Linked DNA regions of Sus scrofa: all the other regions are linked to region 2. Evidence: chromatin contacts called from public HiChIP or PLAC-seq data. All regions are on one chromosome and are shown on one strand. The core of a region is the stretch at or near the end of the contact, and the rest is flanking DNA. Distances in the headings are between cores, read along the strand shown. Region 1 overlaps PTEN (phosphatase and tensin homolog). Region 2 overlaps RNLS (renalase). Region 3 overlaps LOC102162281 (a long non-coding RNA gene). Region 4 overlaps LIPA (lipase A, lysosomal acid type).

Evidence for each region. HiChIP or PLAC-seq counts read pairs in DNA pulled down with a chosen protein or histone mark.
Region 1: a contact with region 2 is called in an H3K27ac HiChIP or PLAC-seq map of alveolar macrophages. The contact joins two enhancer-like sites. A contact is called at or near these places in 1 of 47 Hi-C or Micro-C datasets (embryonic fibroblasts) and 1 of 2 datasets of contacts at active chromatin or transcription factors (alveolar macrophages).
Region 3: an H3K27ac HiChIP or PLAC-seq map of alveolar macrophages shows a contact between it and region 2. The contact joins two enhancer-like sites. A contact is called at or near these places in 15 of 47 Hi-C or Micro-C datasets (alveolar macrophages, epiblast stem cells, fetal skeletal muscle and 8 more) and 2 of 2 datasets of contacts at active chromatin or transcription factors (alveolar macrophages and skeletal muscle).
Region 4: a contact with region 2 is called in an H3K27ac HiChIP or PLAC-seq map of alveolar macrophages. The contact joins two enhancer-like sites. A contact is called at or near these places in 2 of 47 Hi-C or Micro-C datasets (embryonic fibroblasts and subcutaneous adipose tissue) and 1 of 2 datasets of contacts at active chromatin or transcription factors (alveolar macrophages).

Annotation. Positions count from the first base shown.
Region 1 is chr14:99,947,751-99,951,257 of Sscrofa11.1, forward strand. The region is part of intron 1 of PTEN (phosphatase and tensin homolog); the gene reads left to right. Among named protein-coding and RNA genes, the nearest start is that of PTEN, 19 kb to the left of the region's middle. Within about 2 kb of position 1,926, at least 2 of the 83 cell types and tissues checked have an H3K27ac peak or open chromatin away from gene starts, as enhancers often do. A contact at or near this core is called in alveolar macrophages, where this site is marked.
Region 2 is chr14:100,577,902-100,581,171 of Sscrofa11.1, forward strand. All of the region lies in intron 4 of RNLS (renalase), which reads right to left. Among named protein-coding and RNA genes, the nearest start is that of RNLS, 25 kb to the right of the region's middle. Within about 2 kb of position 1,275, at least 5 of the 83 cell types and tissues checked have an H3K27ac peak or open chromatin away from gene starts, as enhancers often do. A contact at or near this core is called in alveolar macrophages, where this site is marked.
Region 3 is chr14:99,907,264-99,910,703 of Sscrofa11.1, forward strand. LOC102162281 (a long non-coding RNA gene) reads left to right here. Exons shown (of 4, transcript XR_002338607.1): 4 at 273-396. Among named protein-coding and RNA genes, the nearest start is that of KLLN, 20 kb to the right of the region's middle. Within about 2 kb of position 1,653, at least 4 of the 83 cell types and tissues checked have an H3K27ac peak or open chromatin away from gene starts, as enhancers often do. A contact at or near this core is called in alveolar macrophages, where this site is marked.
Region 4 is chr14:101,150,945-101,154,172 of Sscrofa11.1, forward strand. All of the region lies in intron 2 of LIPA (lipase A, lysosomal acid type), which reads right to left. Among named protein-coding and RNA genes, the nearest start is that of LIPA, 9.6 kb to the right of the region's middle. Within about 2 kb of position 1,642, at least 16 of the 83 cell types and tissues checked have an H3K27ac peak or open chromatin away from gene starts, as enhancers often do. A contact at or near this core is called in alveolar macrophages, where this site is marked.

The DNA of each region.
Region 1 (3,507 bases), core at 676-3,175, 630 kb before region 2:
TTGTCTTCTCTTGTTAGTCTGACTTTATTCCTTTACTTATGCTGCCAGTGTAGCTCAGTGTTCCTATCAAATTTGCTTTTGATACTTTTTGATAGCTACCTCTACAGTGACTATCTGTATGTCATTTTTTTAGACCTGTCATGTTCTGTATATGCTATTACTTCATATTGTTACATCTTACAGTTAGCTGGAATTCTAAAAATAGCTTATATGTGATCTTTGGAAATAAGGAAATTATTTAATTATTTAAATAATTCCTTAAAATAATTATGGCAGAAAAAAATAGTTATTTGTATACTAGCACTGTACTTTATAAGTTGTTAAGGGATAAGCGTATCTACACATTGTACCTAGTACTACAGAGAAACTTCTCAGAACTGCTCTACTGTTAGTAATTATTATACTTAAAATAAGATTCAGTCTATATGTCAGGAACATATTATTGTAAAATAAGGCTTAGGGAGCACTGTTTTTATCCCTTGTCATTTTGAAAAAAATGCAACATAATGGAAAGTAGTAAAACAAAATATGTTAGGGAGCTATTTTTGGTTGTTACCCTCTATTTGAAAATTCAAGGTAAATTTATAGCATAAACTGCATTAATTAAAAATTCTGAAATACAGTAGACTCATGAGATCACAACTCACAAGGTGTTTTCTAAAAGATAATTTGTTAATTATAGGCAATTAGGAAAATATTTTTAGTGTTTTAAGTTATGATTGGCTGCGTAGAATATCCAATAAAATTATTTAGCTCTTATGAAGCCACATTATTTTATAATAGGTCAGTTATACTGTGGGTTAAATCAACTTCTGTAGACAGACTTTAAAACATAACTAATGTTTATTAGTTTTTTCCTTTGGAACAGTATTCAGTGTTGTGAGAAGGGATTGTTGTAGCACTTGAATCAAACATGATATATATAACTATCAGAACTCATAAACCAATAACTTAAGATCTGTGTATTTAATTGTAGGTAAATTATACTTCAGTTTAAACAAAACAAATTTAGCACATTTGCTTGAAGGTAGGGGAGTGGGGAAAGACTGTCTATTGTGTCTCATCTCCTATAGCTATGATGGCATTCCAACTTGGGCAAAATAGAAAGTACCATATATGCATTTCTCACCTCTCTGTTGCATGTGTAGTAGCCAATGATGTGGGGAAAAAAGGCTTTTTTTCTTTCTGGAGTTACGTTTTACATATGTTCTTAAATAAAAAGGCAAATTGATATAGTACAGTTTTTAAAGAGTTTAAAATTTCAGTTAAGCTTAGATGCTCTTTAGAAGGGTTAGATTATTCAGTAAGTCAGTGTCATTGAAGAACAACCAAATAGTTCTGGTGGGCTCTTCTAATCCAGAGTTGTACCATTTGTTCAACTGAGAGACAAACATCACTGTTTTAGGCATTGTTCATATATTACATCATTTAATCCTTATGACAGTGCTATTATATGATAGTGTTTTAATAGTATTATGATAGTATTTTATTATTCAGAGCAAAATATCTAAAATTTTTTTGTAAGAAACGTTTTAGCATAGGGAAGCAAAAAGCCATATATTAAAAAGATTTTGTTTATTGATATAATTCTTGGCATAAGAAATATTTGCCTCAAGTTTGAGCACTCAATAGCTGCTGACGTTAGTTTTGGAAATACCAGTAGATTTTTATATTGTGTTTCAGAAGTTTTTTAATTTTAACGTTATTTCAAATTACTTTCATTTGAAACTGCTTCCTTTGAAAATTTTATATTTTATTGATTTGAAACATGGAAAAACTTAATCTTTTGTGAGACTGAATGGTGTAAAAAGCTTGGGCTTTGGAGTTAGGTACATGAGTTTGAATCATAACAAACTACTTAACTGGCTTTAGGACCTTTGGCAAATTACCCAATCTTTTTGACCCTCAATTTCATCATCTATGAAGTGGTAATGTTACTTCATAGGATTGTTAAGATTAAATGAGAATGCATTTGGCATACTGTCTGGGACATGTTCTTTCTGTTTTTCAATCTTATGAGGGATGCCAAAGTCTTGGGAAAAACTGTATGAATAAGAAAGATGAGAGTCTGAGCAACCTGAAACCTTAAGAAGACTGAAGTCCTAGCTTTTCTTTATAGGAAGGACTGGATTGTTACTCTATAAGAGATTGCAGGGCCATAGGAACTCCCATGTTGACCAAGCTCCCTGCCACAGCATCATTAAAACTAGAGCTACTCTATCAGTCCCTCCACCTTCTCCATAAAGTTTCGTGTGTGAGCTGTGCTGGACTACTCGCTTTTTCTGAATATTTTATGTGTTCCTTTATTTCTTCTCTAACCCTCTGTTTGGAATGTTGTAATTGCCCTTGTTTCTTCTTCTGTTTACTAATGTCTGACTTATTTTTTAAGGATTATCTAATGTATTACCTATTTTATAAAGCTTTATCTCTTCTTGTACAGAATTAATCCCTTTTTCTAGCTTTTAAAGTATCTTGATCTTATGTATAATGGGGCCTTTGGCACAGTTGTAGATCTGTATGTCTGTCTTCCCTAATAGAATAGGAACCTCTCAAGTGCAGTAGTCTTTGTTTACTTAGCCTTATGTTCTCAGTGCCCCTTGCACAATGTTCATTATGTGTTTGGGTAATGAAGTGAATAAAGCGGGGGGGGGTGTATCTGAATTCACTTTAATGAGTACGTAACACCCTCATTTATGTATAGTTACTGACAAATAGTTTTCTTAAATTAACCAAGCCCTTTGCAACCTTACTTAATTAGTATTCATAATACAAGAGTAAATTTGAGTATAGTTCTGTTAAAATGACTGCATTTCAAGGGGCTTTGTATTTTTTTTTAATTGAAGAGTATTTATTTACAGTATTTCAGGTGCATAACAAAGTGATTTGGATTTTTTCCATTAGAGGTCATCCAAGGTATTGAATGTGATTCTCTGTGCTATACAGTAGGTCTTTGTGGTTTATCTATTTTATATATAGTAGTATGTATCTGTCAATCCCAAATTCCTAATTTATTCCTTCCCCCATTTCTTTTTTTTTTTTCCCCACTGTACAGCAAGGGGATCAAGTTATCCTTACATGTATACGTTACAATTACATTTTTTTTCCCCACCCTTTGTTCTGTTGCAACATGAGTATCTAGACAAAGTTCTCAATGCTATTCAGCAGGATCTCCTTGTAAATCTATTCTAAGTTGTGTCTGATAAGCCCAAGCTCCCCATCCCTCCCACTCCCTCCCCCTCCCATCAGGCCGCCACAAGTCTTTTCTCCAAGTCCATGATTTTCTTTTCTGAGGAGATGTTCATTTGTGCTGGATATTAGATTCCAGTTATAAGTGATATCATATGGTATTTGTCTTTGTCTTTCTGGCTCATTTCACTCAGTATGAGATTCTCTAGTTCCATCCATGTTGCTGCAAATGGCATTATGTCATTCTTTTTTATGGCTGAGTAGTATTCCATTGTGTTCTTCCCCCATTTCTATGATTTCTCTATAGGGCTAGAATCTTAC
Region 2 (3,270 bases), core at 25-2,524:
TATCAGGTGTTTTAATACATTATTTATTTTAATCTCTCAAATGCCCTGATACGGTAGGACTTACCACCTCAACTGTACTGAGAAGAAATCAAGGAGTCAGAGAGGTTAAGTAATGTGCCCAAGGACACACAGATAATAAGCAGCAGAGCCAGGATTAGGAAGAAGGGCAGAAGAAATGACTAGTAGTTGCTCTTAAGCCCAACTGCATACAAAACAACATATTTCAGAAGCAACTAAAAGAGAAATGCAACCAACAAATCTTCCCACTATAAGCTCCTTAAGAAGTGGGGCTAGGGCTCATTAACCTAGATGATCTCAGAATCTGGGACAATTCCTGGAATATGGTGAGTACTCATTAGATGTATGTGTATGTTAAACAAATGGAAAGCAATTGGTAATGGAGGCAATAAGAAATCACATTCTCTCAAAGCAAAGTCTTTGTGATGACAGTAAATAAAAAAGAGTAGTGAGAACATTCATGTGTAAGGTCAACAGTCACAAACTAGAAAGATATTTATACATCAACTGTCTGATAATGACTACTGCATGTTCATAGATGTTTTCCCCTATTATATTACTATATAAAGATTTTAATCACTAAGAGCATAATTACCTTAAAATGTTAAAGACAATGAGGAGGAAACGCACACAAACATATCTGTATTTTGAGGATGGCTTAAAATTCACTCCATTGTAAATGGAAAAAAAATCTAACTGAAAGAAAATTCTCTATGAAAGTAAAAAACGAATCAAAAGATTAATTCTCTTTTATTCAAATAAAATCTCTAATTTAAAGTCACAACAAAATAAATTCACAATTTTGTTAGATTCGTGCAACTATATTCATACGAGAAAAGCCTCGGTAATAGGATAGCTTGCTCTTTTGGGGGTGTGTGTGTGGAGTGGGAGTATTATGAAAACAAAAAAAAAAAAAAAAAACCTTGGTCTATCAGAATTTTAAAAGAAAATAACACTTTGGCCAAACCAAAATTTCCCACAGTAACAACCTACATGCAGCCACATTCAGTGACTAAACTGTGTTTTTCTTAAGCAGTAGAGTTCATTCTGACAATTTATCTACTAAGAATTGTGCCAGAAAAATGCCTATTCATTTTCTATATTCTGTTTGGCAAACAAAGCATGACACATAGAAATATAAAAGAAAAATATAATCCCAAGATGCACTTGAAATCATTGCAGAGAAGTGTTCTAAATTGTCTTAGGCCTGTGACATCAGCTTTCAGAATAGCATTTAAACACTGCCACATGCTGTTCATCTGTGTGTCCTACAGCCTGTGGGCACCAAGCCTGGCTTCAACAGAAGAATGAATCATAGGCCAGATTTATGAAACTGTTAACTCTTCAAAAGCCCCAACTGGTCTTGAAAAAGGGAAGTGTAACAATCTTGAGAACTAGTAATTCTTTAAGAATTGGTCATTTCTAATTAAGATTTTAGGAAGCACAGAACTGTACTCATGACAAAAAAGTCTCCATGAGCACGCTGTTTGCTGTGAAACAGATTTTGTATATAACATATTGAATTTAATCATGAGCTTGAATTTTTTTATTTTACTGATTTTATAACATTCTCTCTTTATCAGTGCTAAGTCTATGTGGTACCACATAGGAACTATGTTCTCTAAATATATTAGCTTGAGTATATCTTTTTATACTGTAATATAAATTATGTACACCTCCTCTAAAAGTAGTGTAATGTCTGAATGTCTGTAATGCAGGTAGGAATTCAGGTATATTCAGGTAGGAATCATGCTATATTCAGTGTAGCTCTTCCTGTGATTGATGAGAGAAGAGATGCTCAGAAAATGCTTATTAAATTAATAAATGGCTGAATGAATGATTAAGCATAGTTCAGAATTTCAGAAATTTCTAGAGAATGACTATTACATCCTACCATTTACTTCTTATTTCCCTTTTTATGAAAATAATATATTTAGAAAGAGATTCAAACTAGTTGTCATTTTTACATCCTTTTCCCATATTCAGCAGCATCATCAACCAAAACAAAGGCACTAAAGATTCTTGTTCATTTTGGTTACTTTGATCAGAAAAGTTGAACCAGCATTGAGAACTATGTCTAGATACTCATGTTGCAACAGAAGAAAGGGTGGGGGAAAAACTGTAATTGCAATGTATACGTGTAAGGATAACCTGACCCCCTTGCTGTACAGTGGGAAAATAAAAAATAAAATAAAAAAAAAAAAAAAAGCTTACTCAAAAAATCAAGAAAAAAAAAAAAAAAAAAAAAAGAAAAGTTGAACCAGAGTGAGCTATTCTATGTTCTTATCCAAAGGCCTTAATTCTAACAAAATCAGGTATAAAACATTCCAATTAAAAACATTTCAGTAGTAAATTGAAAAAAAAAATCTTAGGTAGCAAAGCAGCATAAATTCAGTATTCACTCATTTTAGTCATTTTCCATTGTCTCAAATATTTAAAATATCTAATGTGCTTAGAAGAGATCAAGTTCTAGAGGGAAATATTGACTGGGTCTCATTTTAAACTCGTAATTACTAACTTCAAGTGGATCTTAGTGCTACCTAGCTACCCTACCTCATCCTGCTCAAGTCACTCCCTTGGGTGATTACTCACACCTCTTCTCTCCATTTAAAACTTCAAAACCTCCTGCCCCTCCTTAGTCTTGGCTGATTATATTGTGTCTTGTTTCACTGAGAAAATGAATCCTTGGAAAGGGATTTCCACAGGCTTTCATTTCCAAAGATATCATCCCGTCCCCACCTCTGCTCACATGCACCACCTTCCCTCCTGTTTCATGGGGAGAACTGTCTAGCTCCCATCTATAGCCTCAGCCTCTACCTCCTACTCAAGATCATGACTCCTATAACTATCCAGTCTTAATCTACAGCATCAATGTCTCCCTTCCTATTAGATTCTTTCCATCAGCACACAAACATGTTATAATACAGCCCATCTTAAAAAACACAAAACAGGAGTTCCCTAGTGGCTTGTGGGTTAAGGATCCAGTATTGTCCCTGCTGTGGCTCTGGTTACTGTTGTGGTGAGGATCCGAGCCATAGCTGCAACCTAAGCTGCAGCTGCAAAAACACCATCCTTAACCCATTCTGCTGGGCCGGGGATTGAACCTGTATCCCAGTGCTCCCACGTCACAGCGATCCCGCTGCACCACAGCGGGATCTCCCCAACCTCCTTATTGAGCTACCACCCCAATTCTTTGCCCCCTTCACAGAAAAACTCCTCTAAAGAATTAATCGTCTAAAACATTCTCAGCAG
Region 3 (3,440 bases), core at 403-2,902, 670 kb before region 2:
CAGATTAAGTATTTCCTATAAACTAACACCACTTGTATCTGACTCAAGAAATGCTTAAGGCTGTGCTCCAGGGAGAAGAATGGAGTACCAAGAAAGTATTAAATGCAGCAAAAGTGTTGGATATATTAACCAATGGTTATTTAAAAGTTAACCCATTTAATTTTATATCCAGAACTACAACCCTGCATTTTCCTCTCACATGTACATCATGAGGATTAAGGATTAGAATCAATGATAACATTTCTTTTCCCTCTTTCTCTCTCCTTTGGTAGAGGTACTTGTATGAAGACTGCTTCACTATGGAGTTCCCGTCATGGCACGGTGGAAATAATCCAACCAAGAACCATGAGATTTCGGGATTGATCCCTGGCCTCGCTCAGAGGGTTAAGGATCCGGTGTTGCAGTGAGCTGTGGTATAGGTTGCAGATGTGGCTCAGATCCCACGTTGCTGTGGCACAGGCCGGCAGCTGTAGCTCCAATTAGACCTTTAGCCTGGAAACCTCCATATGCCATGGGTGTGGCCCTAAAAAGAAAAAAAAGAAAAGGCTGCTTCGCTATGGAGGTTTGGTCCTCTGTGGTCACGACTGGTGAACTAATGGGGATGGGTCTGCTAGGAGAGTACTTACAGAGTACTGGAAACTTAGGGGGAAAATTCCTGGGGGTTGAAAATTGCAGAAATGATAATAAAGCCTCAGATATTTCAGGAGAGGAATAATTTCAGTACCTGTGATACGGAAGCCGTATAGGGTCAAATTGTAGGAAAAACATGAGATATATTTACGTAAATCAGGCTGGTAGACCATTAGTGGTAATATGTAATCTATAAATATTCATTATTATTTGTATCACAGTGCTTATGCCAGGCTGTCCATAGAAACATATTTGTGGAGACCTAGGAGAGAAAGTATAAACAAGCCAGTGATTTTTTAAAAATAATTCAATGAATTTTACTGTATTTATTGTTTTACAGCCATCATCACAACCTAATTTTAGAACATTTTCATCCCAAACCCCCAGTCCCAGTGGTCTTCTTAAGACCTTACATATACCCTTTAATGACCCTGTACATTTCTAAGTGTTATCAACAAAGTTTAGTAATAATAAAGTACTGGTTATCATCATTATTACTCTTATTATGTCCCCATTTTATGTTATCACTAATTTTATATTGGATTAGTGAGAAAATAAGATGTAATTTTCAAAATATTCAAATATTTAAGTAGATTTCTCTAAACTGAGAGGAATGAAATTCATACATATAGACAAGGAATTTAATCGTCATTTCTAAGTCTTACGGATTTTGCTTTCCCGCAGAAATGAACTCCTTTGATTTTATTATCGTAGAATGAGTTTCTTGTCAAGAGTCATTTTTGCTTACCTCATCTTTGAATATTTGTTAGACCACTAGTATTTCCTCTATCCATACTTCCTATGTAAGTACAAAAATACCTTACTTCCTCTTTCCAGGCAAGTAGAAACTTCAAAAAGATAATGAAGAAATTCTTTTCCTTCTAATTGATTCTTTGGCCCTTTTAATTTCTCCTCCACTCCCAGCAAGGGGTAGTCATTAAAATGCCTCAGACAACTGTGGAGTCGTCATGATCATAACTATGATATGATCACGTTACACACCCATTCAAAGTTCTCTGCTTCAGGGCCAAGGTTTGGGTGATGTCACATAGCCTATGGACTTCCTGCTTCCTGGACTGGTTTGGTTTCTCTGTTGTGAGCGTAGGAAATGAGAGAAAGACGAGCTCATTGTAATTCTGAGGATCATTTTTAATTAGAGTCTGATAAATCTTGAGATAGCTCCATATGGATAAATGTATCTAATTTATACCTTTTGACCTGGTGTATAATAGTCTATCATCCAAAAAGTCACATTTCATTTATACATATTGATGGATATTTAGGTTCTTCCTAACTTTTTGTTATTTCAAATAATATTGCCATGAAAATCCCTACATGTTTTCTTATGCACATATATGAAAGTTTTTCTAGTATACAGGGTTTTTAAATTTTTTGGTTGGCTTATCCCACAGACAATTTGGAAAAACTTTTCTTCCTTACACATTTTAGAATTAGAATTAAACTTTCCATCATGAGTTTAAGTAGCTACAAAGGAAGCAATTTCCTGTAATGTAAAAATTAACATTTAAAAATAGAATTCTTAAGTGTAGCCAATGGAATATAAATGCCATAGTGATTTGATATATCCACCATTATCCATCAAAACATTAACAACATGAACAAGCTCTTCTGTTACAGTGAGAAATTTTACATCACTTTTTCGTCTCTTTGCCCTTGAGTTTTCTTTCCATTTTTGCCACATATTTTTATCTGAATATAATATCCATTAAGTGTGAATATCTTTAATGATCACTCTATCGTATTTCTCTGTAACAACTTTTATACATAAATTTAAATTAAAATTATAAATTTAAATTAAATTCCTTTGACCATAATACTCCTAATTGTTAAAATTGTTCTCATTTATCATTGTTTTTAATTCATAATTGATCAATTAAATACTTTAAAGTGTTATAATTATTAAACACAGAAAAGAAATCAGTGCAGCTTAAAAAATTAGTTTTTATATCAAATGAATTTTACTTGTTTCCAGAAGGAGTCAGGTTCACATATTCAGTTTAATTCAAAGTGTTTGCTTTTATATTATGAACACTGAGGAACACTGTTCACATAAATATGTAACTGAAAGGAATTGTTTCAGTGATGTCACATTTTTATTGGAAAGCTTGCCAATTTATATGCCATACATCACTTAGTGATCTTATTTTTAATAATTTATCAGTGGACAATTTGAATAAGTCTTCCTTCAGTTTACTAGAAAACAAGTACTGTTGGAGTTCCTGTCATGGGGCAGCAGAAACGAATCTGGCTAGGAACCATGTGGTTTCGGGTTTGATCCCTGGCCCCTCTCAGTGGGTTAAGGATCCAGCGTTGCTGTGGTGGTGTAGATCTCAGACGCGGCTCGGATCTGGCATTGGAGAGGCTGTGGTGCAGGCCAGCAGCTGTAGCTCTGATTAAACCCCTAGCCTGTGAATCTCCATATGCATGGGTGCAGCCCTAAAAAGACAAAAGACAAAAAATAAGAAAATAAGAAAACAAGTACTGTTAAACAATCTAACTTACAAAAGGGTTTGTTACTCAGTCCATAGCATCATTTAGCTTCTTAACACCAATATCATTATTTCAGGCTGTCTCTCTAGATCCTTGCAGCTTTATACACTTTAGAGCAGTACCCCATTTTAGCATTCAGATAGAGGTGTGCCTTTGTCTTTTAAAGTGGGAGAAAGGGCCAGTGTGAAAGGGAAGGTTGGGACTAGGAACCACTGGTTCTCAGGTAGATCAGATTTAGGAGGGAGTATAGATAAAAGTTAAAGATCTGGAGTTGATCCCCTTAAAACTATCTGAGTGTC
Region 4 (3,228 bases), core at 392-2,891, 570 kb after region 2:
GCAGACATGGCTTGGATCTAGTGTTGCTGTGGCTGCAGTATAGACCGGCAGATGTAGCTCCGATTCTACCCCTAGCCTGAGAACTTCCATATACCGCAGGTGTGGCCCTATAAAGACCAAAAAAAAAAAAAAAAAAAAAAAAAAAAAAAAAGGAGTTCCCGTCGTGGTGCAGTGGTTAACAAATCCAACTAGGAACCATGAGGTTGCGGGTTCGGTCCCTGCACTTGCTCAGTGGGTTAACGATCTGGCGTTGCCGTGAGCTGTGGTGTAGGTTGCAGACGTGGCTCAGATCCTGAGTTGCTGTGGCTCTGGTGTAGGCCGGTGGCTCCGATTAGACCCCTAGCCTGGGAACCTCCATATGCCGCGGAAGCGGCCCAAAGAAATAGCAAAAAGACAAAAAAAAAAAAAAAAAAAATTCTGGCCCTAGTCCTGATTTAAGGAGCCGGGAACTCCAGGGACAGAGCCTGGAAATCATTTTTGAGACGTTCCCTTGCCTCTTGCGATAGAGCCCATCTATAGCCATGTTCAAGGTGGATCCATCGAAAGGTGAGTGTGTCCAGTCCTCTGCAGTGCTGGGCGGGCCCATCGAATGTGGAGATCCTGGGTCTGCATCCAACAGACCCCTGGAGGCAGTTCTAGGGCCCCCTACTCAAGAATTATTGAGTATAGACTTTCATTTATCCAAAGCAGGGGGCGATTGAGTGAATTTTTGTAGTCTATGTCTAGTTTGAAGAATTGGTCTCAAAAACCAGCCCCAAACACCATAAACAAGTCACATTAGTGGGAAGCCTCAGCCACCTTACATGCACATGAAGAAGAAATAAGGAGAGGCTTATCTCCTAAGTATTTATCCCCAGAAACTTAAGCAATGGAAGCTGGTACACTTGAGGTTATCAAAATCAAGCACTTTCCACACTTTACAAGCCTTATTTCATCTAACTTTTACAACCACCTATGAAGTGGCAAGTATTATTCTTCTCATTTAGTAGATGAAGAAATTAAAACTTAGTGAGCTCAAGTACACTGTCGAGGTCATGCAGCTAGTTAAAGTAGCAGAGCCAGGACTTAAACCCAAGGCCAATGCTGTGAGCGTGCTCCCATTTAACCACTGGGTGTCCAGCCTCAAAGTGCTCTTGAACAAGGAACATGCAGAGCTTTGGCCAACCCAATCCCCAGGAGGTCCCGGGACTATAGGAGCGGGTAGACTGAAGCCTTGGGCAGGAAGAAAGCTCAAGGCCCACTGCGGAAAACCAAGGTTACAGACCTCACCACCAGCATAATAACTTATTATTTACTGTCTTAACTGCTATGAAGTAAATGCATAGAGAGCTATGAGAATATGCACCCAGGAGCCTGTCTGAGTGTGGGCAGCTGGGGAAATCCTCCCTGAAGCAACCTTGAGGCTGAGGACAGAGACCAGGGAAGAGCCCTCAAGCAGGAGGAGAAGGAGCCCTGGAGGAAGGAGGGGTGCTGAGCAGAGTGCTCTCTTCCTTTCCACTCTGACGCTTTGCTCCAGCCCTCACCTGCAGTTAGGAGACAAATTGTGCTGTGAAGCGGACACTGCCTTGTGGTACTCATTAGGCAGAGGGTCTGAACACAGCTCCCTACCCAGAGTGCCATCAAGGTCCAAGCAAGCCCGGCACTGCTTAATAGCCCATCTGTCCAGGGCCTTCGGGAGGCGAGGAATTATATCCAAGCTGATCAAGGCCTCTGCATTTAGGAAATGGTTTCCCTAGGAACCACATAAAAGGGAAGAGGAGAAAAACCAGAAATTGGTCAGAATCCTAAAATATACAATCAAAAAAAAAATGTTTTTTTAAAACCACAGGCCAGTGACTTTTCCCCCAAAGACCTAGCTCACAAGCCACGTGGTAGATTTTCAAATATGACTCACAAAAAGTTCATTGGGCAACCCCTGATGATTCTTTCCTAAGGCAAAGTTCAAATAGCCTGTTTCTGCAAGAAGGCAATTACTTAACAGCCTAAAATGCACTTTACTTATTGGACCATCAAACACACAATGCTCTTCAGACATAAGTATTCCAATACCGGTGCTTCATTTGCTAATTGCTTTATTTTACAGTTTATTTCCCGGTTTGGCAAGAAGTAAGTGATCATTGGTACTTTATGTATTTTAGGCAAGGCCTTTATTTATTTCCCTATTTTAGACAAATAAATAAATATTCTTACTATCACAGAATTAATAGCTTGCTCAATACTTATTACGTAAGATCGAATACTCCAGTGCAAAGAACAGTGAATCTGATGGCAGACTGACTGGGCCACTATCCTTTGACCTCAAGTAAATCCCTTTCCCTCTTTGAGTCTCACTGTCTGGTCCAGTAAAATGAGAGTGTTGTTCTAGAACATGGGTTCCCAAACCCAGGGATTTTACCTTGGAATACACTGGGGAGTTATGCTAAAAATGCAAGCTCTCCAGGAGTTCCCATTGTGGTAACAAACCAGATAAGCATCCATGAGGATGTGGGTTCGATCCCTGGCCTCGCTCAGTGGGTTGAAGACCCAGTGTTGCCATGAACTGTGGAACAGGTCAAAGAAGTGGCTCAGATCCCGAGTTGCTGTGGGTGTGGTGTAAGCCAGCAGCTGCAGCTCTGATTCGGCCCCAAGCCTAGGAATTTCCATATGCTGTAGGTGCAGCCCTAAAAAGAAAAAAAAAAAAAAGAAAGAAAAGAAAAAAGCAAACTCTCTAAATCCCTGGCCCTGGCAGGACTCAGATGCTTCTAGTGCTACCACCCCATGACTTTCTGAAATCAGGCTGAGCAGATGAAAAACATAACCACTTCCCTAAGCAACAGATTCTGAACTTCAATTCTCTTGTGGAGTTAGTGCAAATGAGGGGTAGCTCAACACTCGATAGATAAGTTTGTTAACATTTAGAAACATATATCTACTCCATACGTTGCCAAGAGTTTTCTAAATACACATTTCAAGCTGCCTAATTAGTAGAGGTCTGACCAGACAGGCAAATGATTATCTATATCAGGGGATTCTTTACTGGGTCCATAAGCTCTCGGCAGCTGAATATAAAATATTTGTGTGCCCAGGTGCCCTCCCTCCCTCCCTTCCTTCCTCCCTTCCTTTCTTCCTCCCTCCCTTCCTCCCCTCCTCTCTCCTTCCCAACCCCCTCCCTCTCTCTCTTTTTTTCTTACCAGAGAGAGGATCCATTGCCTTCATCCACTTTAGAATCCCAATTTTGAAGACTGCCCC